Regions from separate parts of the Cydia pomonella genome. Here region 1 is linked to region 2. A link is a contact called in public Hi-C data. All regions are on one chromosome and are shown on one strand. The core of a region is the stretch at or near the end of the contact, and the rest is flanking DNA. Distances in the headings are between cores, read along the strand shown.

Region 1 (5,148 bases), core at 636-3,135, 140 kb before region 2:
CAAACATATCAATAAAACTTCAAACATGATCATCCAAGATCATTTGAGATGAAACACTAATCAATATATATAAACATGCCATAAGGCAAGTGCACACATTCGTAGGGGCCTTATCGGATATACATTTATTAATTTTATGATGATGATGTAATTCTGTTATCCCTCATTAGGGACATAGGACTCGCAGAAGAATTTTCCATTTGGCGCAATCCTGGGTGGCTACTTCCAGCTCTTCCCAGCCGAGTCCAGTTGAGCCAGCCTCCTTCTTAAATTCTAATTAATTTTATAACAAGCAGATACGTCTACGACCTATACTCCAAATATGAAACCTGGTTAAGAGCAAATGCACGGATTGCGGAGGTTGCGGGTTCAAGTCCTGCCGGAAGCATAACTTTTTCCATTTCTTCCTTTAATATAAAATTTATAAATAAATTAATGAGCATTTCAAAATGGAGTTCATTAGAATACCTTTGAGAAATAATTTAAGCTCAGGAATGCACCTTTTAAATTAAAAGAGTTTAAAAAAATATGGTCTATAGACACATATGTGACAGACAAAATTATATAATTTATAATAATGTACCTATACAAAACATCTTGTGTATTTTATCAGTTGGTCAACCAATGATACCATTCTAAAGATACAAAGTTTGACCCAGACATTGATTCACATGATTTTAGTTTGTGAATAGTATGTATAAAGTCTCCATTATGAAATGGGCTAATGTTTAGCAAACAGCTCAGAACTTCAAGTCAGAGAAAGCTGCTGATGCTAGCAATTTTGTAGAAGTGTTCATAGGCTAGTCACCATACTGATTAAAATTATGGGAAATGGTGTCAGGGAATAATGATAACAAGTATAACCACTGTAAACATCCAACTAGTACATTAATATGTACTTATCGAGGTCAAATAAAGTAACTCATTAACTGCTCTATGTAATTTAAAGACACAAATTTGCTTATAACCATAATAAAGAGTAACAAAAAACATGATTTCAATAGACATGCAAACATAATGATCTTTTTGTTCAATTAATTCAAGTATGTTATATGTAAACATTATAGCTTGGAACCAGTCATACAGAACTTCGTAATAAAAAAGGAATTTACCTTTGGACTTTGATAAAAACCATCTTCCATCGTCACCTAGTTTCGAGAAGCGAAATCTTAGCACCCATATTGAATATTAACACAACAAAGGAAAGAGTTCTGGTATTTGTTCCGGCGAAGACAATGCTGAAAAGATTTGCGTGTTCCGGATAATTTGTAGGTCACGTATTTATGTAAAATAAGTAGGTCACAAAAGTTCAATACTTACACGCGAACAATGTATTGACAAAACTTTTCACTGTATAATAACTGGTTTGTACTATTAAATCATAGGCACTATTCAGATTCAGTCTTTTTTTTTAAACTCATGAAAGAGGTGATTCTTTTTGTATATAGCATATTCATTATTTCCATTTGAGTTAGCTTTGATTTTCTACCCTTGTAGTAATAGTAAACATCGGTATTTTGACATTCGGTTGCCATAGTTACCGAGTCCGAACTATTTAAGACACCGTTTTACACGCGTGGATAATGTACATTTTGCCTTTTATTATAGATGCATTTTCATTTTTGGCCAGTTACATGATAGAAGCGGGAAAAATTTAATCGTTTCGTTTTCGTCATTTGTTTTTATTTTATCTAACTTTTGCGTATCTTGTAATTATTTTTACTACGTTTTACCTATTTTAAGGCATATTCCAAAAATGAAAAGTGTTTCTCTGTGCTATCATGGTGTTAAAATTCTAGGATTTCCTGCATATTACGTGAGTTTCAAATTTTTTTAAAATGAATTTTCAAATTGAAATGTTTAGTTTGAAGATGTTCCAAAACCATTTTATATATTTTGTTATGTATATTTTGTTCACTTTAGAATTTTTTGAGCAGATTATTTTCACTATTTCATATTCATACCTAGCTACAAGTCACGACTTACACAAAAATATATAAATGTCTACCAGAGTTAAAGAAAAAAACGGCCAAGTGCGAGTCGGACTCGCCCATGAAGGGTTCCGTACACTTTATGACGTATTAAAAAACACGACTTACTAGATCTCGTTCAAACCAATTTTCGGTGGAAGTTTGCATGGTAATGTATATCATATATTTTTTTAATTTTTCATTCTGTTATTTTAGAAGTTACAGGGGGGGGACATTTTTTCACTTTGGAAGTGTCTCTCGCACAAACTATTCAGTTTAGAAAAAAAATATATTAGAAACCTCAATATCATTTTTAAAGACCTATCCATAGATACCCCACACGTATGGGTTTGATGAAAAAAGATTTTTTGAGTTTCATTTCTAAGTTTGGGGTTCCCCCAAAATTTATTGTTATTTTTCTATTTTTGTGTAAAAATCTTAATGCGGTTCATTACATCTACTTACCAAGTTTGAATAGTATAGCTCTTATAGTTTCGGAAAAAAGTGGCTGTGACATAATCGGACAGACAGACGGACATGACGAATCTATAAGGGTTCCGTTTTTTGCCATTTGGCTACGGAACCCTAAAAAAACAACGAACGTGGGAATAGTTAGGATAGGAACCACAAATTAGTATCACAAAAGGTAGTAATGTATTACTACCCTTCCGGGGAATTTATTGAATTTATTATGAAACACAAGTACGTAAAACATAATACTTAAAAAAATCTTAATTATTTCTCATTACTTTCCGTTCGGTGACCCCGCATCTTCTCAATAATATTATTATCTTATCACCTTATCAGTTCTTAGGCACCTGTTTCAATGTTTGCCATTCGCGAATAGATGTCGTTACTGGTCTCAAAAATACAGTAAAACATTATAATCGGGTAAATGCAATATGCTTTGTAACTGGGCAGTAAACCTGTGATAATAACGACTTTTGAATTTAGTCGGGTTATACTCACTAATGCGGCTGCGCTGGAACAGCTGAGCGACAGCAGCGACGCGGCGTGATGTGTTTGAACTTAGAACTAAACAGTCGCATCATGTCTGCCCGCCGGTTCGGTGTATAACGCTCGGCATTTAGAATAACCTAAAAGCATTTGTCTTACTCCGTCCTCGCAAATTGAGGTTCCTTTTAGTTAATCATATTTATAAACTTTAGTTACTTGTAGCAAGTGTCATTTTAATGTGTTTGTAGAAGTCACGGCAGTGTTCATCAAGATACGCACTTACTGCCTTCTCGCTTGCGTTTATCGATTTTCATTTTACAATGAACATATTGTTTTGTTTACTTTATAATAGTGTGTAACGTTAATAAATCGATGAAAAATGTGGTGTATTCGTTGAGTGTTGTGGTGTAAGATTGATTCAAGTATGTGCGAAGGTGCGCGCGAGACTTCGTGTTTTGGATGACAAAAACATGGAATTTGAGAACGACTTCAGTCTGAAAGAATGGGCGAAGGACAAGCCTTTGTCCATTCTCCAGCTGGATCCGGCGGATAGAGCTGTGCTCAGGATAGCAGGTTAGTTAAAAAGCTCGTTATACAAAAACAACACCCCCCGGTTTATCAGTACTCTGTAGCATATGGGTGTCATTTCCCCATAATTGTCTACATTAATCAGGCCACGTTATCACGCTTTTGATAACGTCACCATTCAAGATTAATAATGTCAGCAGGGTAAACTTGATAAAAAAAGTATAAAACAAAATGCAGCGTGTTATTTTTGTACCGTGTTTGTTTTTTTCGTGCAATTGGCCTCGCGTAGGTTTTCACTTTCGTCCAGTCTCGTAAATTGGTCTAGAACGATACATGCAACTTGAATAACTTCGTTATTTTCTGTTTTCGAATTAAAACTCAAGGTTGAGCACACCGGTTAATTAAGTAGGTAGGTATCTACGTACGTATTTGCAGTTTGTTTACATCCTGTAGTAATTGTACTGTAGTAAGTTGATTGCCCTAGTCCCCTATGGACCGGTGGGTAAGTCTGTAGCCAATAGGATGGTTGTATTTTGCACGGATGTTTTCAAGGCCGTTCAATTTCCTCTTATAAAAACTAACAGTATAATTTTTAATAGTTTCTGTTATTTGATGATGATTTTTAATTACGTAGGTATTTAATTTACCTAAATACCTACACCTATTTGAAGCTTATCTGCCTGGGTACATAGTCTACAGTACATGCCTATACTGCCTATCAAATATGTGAGTAATGTAGGTATTTGGTTTGAATGTTAATATTCTGCAATCTAGGTACCTACTACTCCATCGTCTATCACCTATTCCACCTATAAGGTCTTAGTATTCTACATACGACCTAACTATCGATCTTGTATTGGGATATTTCCTAAATCTACAGAGCCAATCTTATGATAGACACTAATTCTAAGTATTCTAACAAGCGTTCCTAAGATGTAATATTATTACGTAGATTGATTCAATCCGCAATCTCCCATACTTATCTACATGCTCTAATGAAGACAGATGTACGTAACATATTAGGATCTAGACACTTTAGAACTATACCACAGGAATCTCAAAAAAAAAAGTTTTCTTCACAATTACCTATGTCTTGTGTGAATTTCGTCATTACTCATTAGAATAGCATCGCAACTTTTTTACCTACCTACTTATAATAAATTGACTAACATATTCATCTGAACATTATGTGTTTTACCCGCGTGAATGATGTATCCAAAAATAAGCTACCACATAAGTTGAGCAATACGACTTTTTAAACAGTCACATTTAATTTACGGTCATTATGACGGAGTTAAACGTACCGACAGAAGCGTAATCACAAAAGCATTGAAACAGTAAGGCGTGACGTCACAAAAAGCATCACAACACCTTTTCTTTTCTAATCAACAGTTCATTAACCCATGGTATCGTGATCTTTTTGTCATTTCCATGGCTTTCACCGATCCATTCGCATTAGAATGGAAACTCAATGGAGGTTGAACTATAGCGTGATTAGGAATTTAAGTAGCCTAGCTAGACTTAGAAACTAGCCTTTGTAATCTAGGTATAGACCTTCAGGACTTTCCTCATTGATTTCACTTACGAGAACTCTTAAGGCCAGTCCAGGCGAGACAATTTTTCGCCCAATGTAATTAAATTATCTGATCAAATCGAGGCACGAACACAAGAATGCCAATTTTACGCTAGTTAG
Region 2 (5,700 bases), core at 2,448-4,947:
GTATCCTTTGTAAATTCCGCTTTGACGTCACTGATAATACTATAGGAGATTACACTAAGAACTCTGTACAACTTTGAGACAAGGCGAGGTGGCCTAGGGGTTCATGGCCTTAGCCCGGATAGCTAAAGACGGTTCGAATCCGGCCTTCACCACTGGACTGCTTCGTCACTTTTTCTTTAATATATGACATCTATTTCAGTTTACGAGAACTAATAATTGAATCCTTAAGAAAGGTATTCATTTGCCTGAACTACCTAAAGGGCATTCTAGAAAAGTGTCGTCTACCTACACAGTTTTTTAACACTTGTGATAAAGCTAATAAGCCGATATTTCGCATGACGTTTGATAACTTTGCTTTAAATTAGTATGTAATACAGACGTTTGCAGGTTATTAAGGTAGCTGCAGCTACCTAATGCGTCACGTCCCTGACAAATTCTTTTTGTGGAATGCCCCCAAACGTTTCTGTTGCGGTCTTTGTATTTTGGGTAAGAGTATCGACGCCTCTTTGACACAAAATGGCACGTAAGTTTGCATCTCCAAATGAGTGAAATAGCGCCCCTAATTTCAAAAATCTATCCAGCCTAACCTATGAAACCTACTCATAGGTCTGTTGGGATCATTGTAGAAGTAACTGAAGTGAAAAGTTGAGAACCGATTGAGATAATTGCAATGTAAACGCTTTATGAAAAATCTTACGTTCGCACTCCACACACAGGCTAGGAACTGGATAGTTGGATATTGCTGAAGTTTGTATGTTTACCAAGACTGAGCGATCCTTGGCGAGTATGATAACAGTTTTTCCGAAAAGTATAACGTTTGTATTGCATTATTTTATAATCATTAAATAATACATGGTAATCATACACGGTAGTGCAATAAATGTTTATGATTTGTATTCCATTGGAAACAATCAAAGGTATATAAAACATGTAATAAACAACTCTAATTACGATTGAAATGTATGCAGCTGCTTATAGCATCTACAGATCGTTACGATAACAAGTCTAGATCTCTATATATAGGTCAACTAGTTGTATCTGTGTCATTGTTACCATACTAGGATGGCGCCATATATTTGTATCCACGACGGGGCTAGGCTGTACTTTTGTGAAGGTTCATAAATTTTAAGCAGGGAAGTTTTGGCAATTCCATTGTTTAGGTGTAGGTACATTTGTTACTCGAACTTGGAGTGAGCGCGACGCACTCGTAACAATATCGAATCCAGTTGTCCAGGCTAGAAGCTAATGTCAGGATAAGTTGTTAATAACAAAAAAAAAAAACGTTTAACTAATAATCAGTGGATCTTATGTCTTTGCAATAAGGTTTAAGGTATGTCGGTTAACAGCGTTGACGTTCAAAATAAGTAGTGTAAGACCAATTATTGACATTAAACTCTTTTACAAAAAGAGTTGCGCGTTTTTATTTTTACCACTTATTCCAAATTACTCAGTATTAGGCTCACCACCACATTAATTGCATCTATATGGTATCTTGTAAATTATGAGCGATTCTCACATGTTTTATCTGTCCATGCAAACGATGCAGATGATGGTAAGTCTAACGGAAAGGCATTCGCTTGGCGCTTACCGTTGTGCCCGGGAGGTGGCGCTGGGCGTGCTGCGCAGGATTGCGAGCTAAGCTTTGCTTGGCAACGCTTTCTGCCGCTTGACGATAGGTGGAGCTAACAGTACCTACATATATATGTCTAATATAATCAGTAATCAGTGTCTTTATTGCTTTCATACTTAATACAAGATGTTACATTTTATTTTGTTCAACCATGGAACCCTGTAGGGCACTGCAATGCAACTTAAAATGTAACTTAACTATGTGAGAAAAAGTTTATAAAAATGTATGTACTATGTATAGTGCTTTCATAGTTACGAAAATTGTAGAGTTGATAAAGTTTCATTAACAAATAGGAGCCAGGTTTTTCGCCTTGTATTATTTGTTTTATATAGTAAATTTGCAAACCGAGATGCATGTACTCTAGTACGTACTCGTATATGTCATACCGATACTAAAACACACAATTTGTGTCTCGTTATCTCGTTAACGAAATTAAGGACCCTGAAGCTTAATTTATGTTCACAACTTTAGCATATGTCCCGTCATACGCCCGGTCGCCATATGTCCCGTCACCGTATTTAAGTACCGCGTCCCGTATTTTTTCCCGTCCCGTTTTTATCCCGTATAATATATCAATACCGCTGCGCAGAATCCCTGTATAAATGGTCACAGTCATGTCTTTTTTTTACAAGCTTTTATTTAAATTGCCCTGTATAACCTGTATTGGACAAATCTTGCAAGTTAAATTTGACCCACTTCCCGGTTTTCTATGAAGCTGAAAATTTGCATACATATGTAAGTCGGGTGACAATGCGATATTATGGTAGCATCAAGCTGATCTGACGATGGAGACAGGAGGTAGCCATAGGAACTCACTGGTAAAACAACGCAACCTAATTTATGTTCACATTAATTTCTGGTTATTAGATCATCATGTTGTTATAATAAGGTTGAACAGCATACATATACTCTTGATTATAAAATTTAATTCTAGGCGGCAATCCTTTTATGGAATGTTAACGTCGTGTAAAAAAATTCTTACTTCCACATGCTATTGAGGCCATTTGATTTATGTTAAGATTATTGCTTTCAGTTACTATGTAACTCGATATTAAAGCTACGTATATGTTCCTCGAATGTCAGACAGTTAGGAAGTAAGTATCAGGAAGAAATCGCTCGATTCTCGACAGGTGTGACCAGGTACAACCCACGCCGAGCTTGTTTACTTCTTATTTAGCGAGTGGGCATATGGGCGGTCTAAAATGTATTACATATTATCTATATGGTATTGTACTATATTATTTAATTATCTTAGCTGACGAGTTCATGAAATACATTATACGACGTGTGGGTGCATGTCGGTATGTTTGTATGGAATGTGGACTTAAACTGCAATGACAATAGTATAAAGGTTCCGAAGAAGTCTATCGCGTGATGAAATCAAGATTAAGCCTATACTAGCTTGGAAGTAAACCTTAGTTTCAAATGATACCTTAATTTAACCTATTAATTAACTTTGAAAACCATTGCAAAAACAGCAAAGGACTCACATAGCACGTCCAATAAAGAAAAATATATGAGAGAAAGCTCTATGCGTCGTCTGAGAAGTCGGTTGAAAACTGAGAAAATCTTTCGCTTTCATCTCAATCGTATAGCTTTACAATTTATGCTCGTCAGCTCCAAGCTCGTGAAGATAGCCCGCCAAAAGTCACCAGATGGTGCCATTTAGAAAGTTGGCATTGGCGCTGCTGACATATTTGCCGTGGAATTTCTATTGTGTATTATACTTGTAATCCTATACTTATTTAAATTCTATCATGAGGTCAAACAAAACTAAGTCACGAATCCATTGCAAAAGTCAAAAATCATGTTTGCAACATAACAATGCTGATTGTAGCTAAATGACGTGTCATTGTTATTCAAAACCGATTGAGTACTAAGTCATACAAAACGAAACGGAACGGAATATGGATGTGAATATTTACAATTTATTAATCATCTTCCATGATTGATTTACCCATGCTCATCACACATAGTATTTAAACATTTGTATAGTGAATACACAATGTTGAACGACTCGTAGAAATGACTTCATCGCAAAATTTTAATGTGTAATTGATAGTTCATTCATAAATCTTATCCCATATTAGTGACGTACTTAAGATGGAAAATTGCAATCATCAAGCGACTGAGAGCCATTCGCGATCAATATATTAGCCATTGTTGCAATAATATGATCTAGTTAAAAATCCCCATAAAATAAGTCAAATTGTTTAATAACAAACCCTCATACGCCACCGTCCGTCACGCTGGCCTGCGCCGGCGCACCAGCACAGCACGCCAGTCACCTGTCAACCCGCGCTCGACTCGCACGCGCCGCGTCCGTCCCAACTCAAACACATACGAAACGAAACGAACGTTAACTAACACGACTAATTACTAACCAGTGATTTGAAAAAAAAAATTGTGGTGTGTTTTTGTTTTTTATTTAGTGACGTGATTGGTGGATTCGATACGCGATTTTTATGCCGGTGACAACTTTAACGGTTTAGGAGTTCGGTTTAGATTTAGAGTCGATTGTTTGGCGTGGATTTTCCATAGGAAATTAATATTCTGACTGAATATATAATTATAAAGGCAAATTAATTAAACCTCAGGCTCTTCCAAGTCCACGAGTATGGTTATAATTGGAAATTATTAATTTCATTACACTTACAATACTTGTTACATGTACTTACTGTACACACACGCAAATGTAGTATTTCCTCTTGAAACTAGTTATAGCTAAACATCTTTAAAGGATAGCCAATTTATTAGATATTTCATAGAGACATTTAACACCCACCCACGACCCACTTCACGACAACGATAAATTCCCACTATACTTATAACGATCAAATGTAGAATAGCTTTAACAAATTCTACGTTAACTCCTTTTAATTAGGCAAGTAAATTTTTATTGCCCACATACAAGGACTGCATTGTCTAAGCGTTTGACGTAACGTATGTGCCGGAGCATGCAAAGAGCAAAGTAGACGCATTGTAGCAAAAAGGCGTATGCGCTGTGCTAGACTTCATACATTTAGTACATTTGTCAATGGTGGATACCAAAGATTATTCATTAACGCCACAATCATGTCAGCCTATTGTTGCGGGTTGTTTTCAAACAAAAATATGAATAGATTAAATTATAATACCTATGTGTAGAAAAGAGATATAGTTAATATATCTACGATTCTCTCACAAGTAGTTCTCATAGGAAGAATATGTTTACTAATATTTACCAATCAATGTTATTAGATGTGTAATTTGCCCCATAAATTAGACAACCTAGGTAAAGACCTAAAGCCTTTTGTTTTGTCCCAATTTAAATAAATAAAACAACAATAACAAACATGAAAAAAATAAAATCCAAACATATTAGCCTGACAATTATATATGACTTATAAAAATTGCAAACTGTTAGCTGAACTTATGCAGATGGCAAATCTAATACACATACAGGTGAACATATTTTTTTTTAATCGTTTTTTACACCTAGAAGTGACATCACTTTTTCCATAAACATTCCAATACAACATGCGTTTAATATTTTTGATCGGAGACCGGTTTAAAGTTAAAAGCAAATTGTTTTGAAGCATCGAATAGGTAAATATAGGGTATTAGTTTACTTGTTTAATTAAGGATCATTATTAATACTGAGCACATATTTGTAATAAACAAACGTATTTCTCATACAAGGTGTATCGTGTTCTGATCAAAGTTTTTTTTTATCTTGGACAGGTCGTTCAAGTCGGTCAACCTCCATACAAAGGCCAAAAAGTTTTACGGGAAAAAAAATTTTTTACTACTCTTTCCTGATTCGAATTCGATACCGAACGGATCCCCACTATTTCTGTTACGCCCTGTATGCAGTATTTGTAAATTCATCAAGACCTTAGTAGATTTGTTTAACTGAAATGTATACGATATATACAAATCCTTTATTGCGGAAAACATTTATCCTTCTTTTTTTTATAACCTAAACACGTTCAAGATTTATAACCGACATCTAAGGAATAATCTGTAAAGTGTTTAATATCTTAATTCGTGACTTTAACTTGATTTTCACGTATGCTTGCATGATGCGT

The links. A called contact is a pair of places that touch in the nucleus more often than the background predicts.
Region 1: a contact with region 2 is called in a Hi-C map of whole body, with 2.6 times the contacts expected there. The contact joins the promoter of LOC133530097 here to the promoter of LOC133530438 in region 2. A contact is called at or near these places in 2 of 2 Hi-C or Micro-C datasets (both in whole body).

Annotation. Positions count from the first base shown.
Region 1 is chr22:12,080,035-12,085,182 of ilCydPomo1, reverse strand. It overlaps LOC133530097 (protein Cep89 homolog), which reads right to left and starts at 1,885. Exons shown (of 14, transcript XM_061867929.1): 1 at 1,321-1,885; 2 at 1,113-1,238. The coding sequence starts at 1,142.
Region 2 is chr22:11,945,725-11,951,424 of ilCydPomo1, reverse strand. It overlaps LOC133530438 (microtubule-actin cross-linking factor 1, isoforms 1/2/3/4/5-like), which reads left to right and starts at 3,697. Exons shown (of 106, transcript XM_061868349.1): 1 at 3,697-4,039.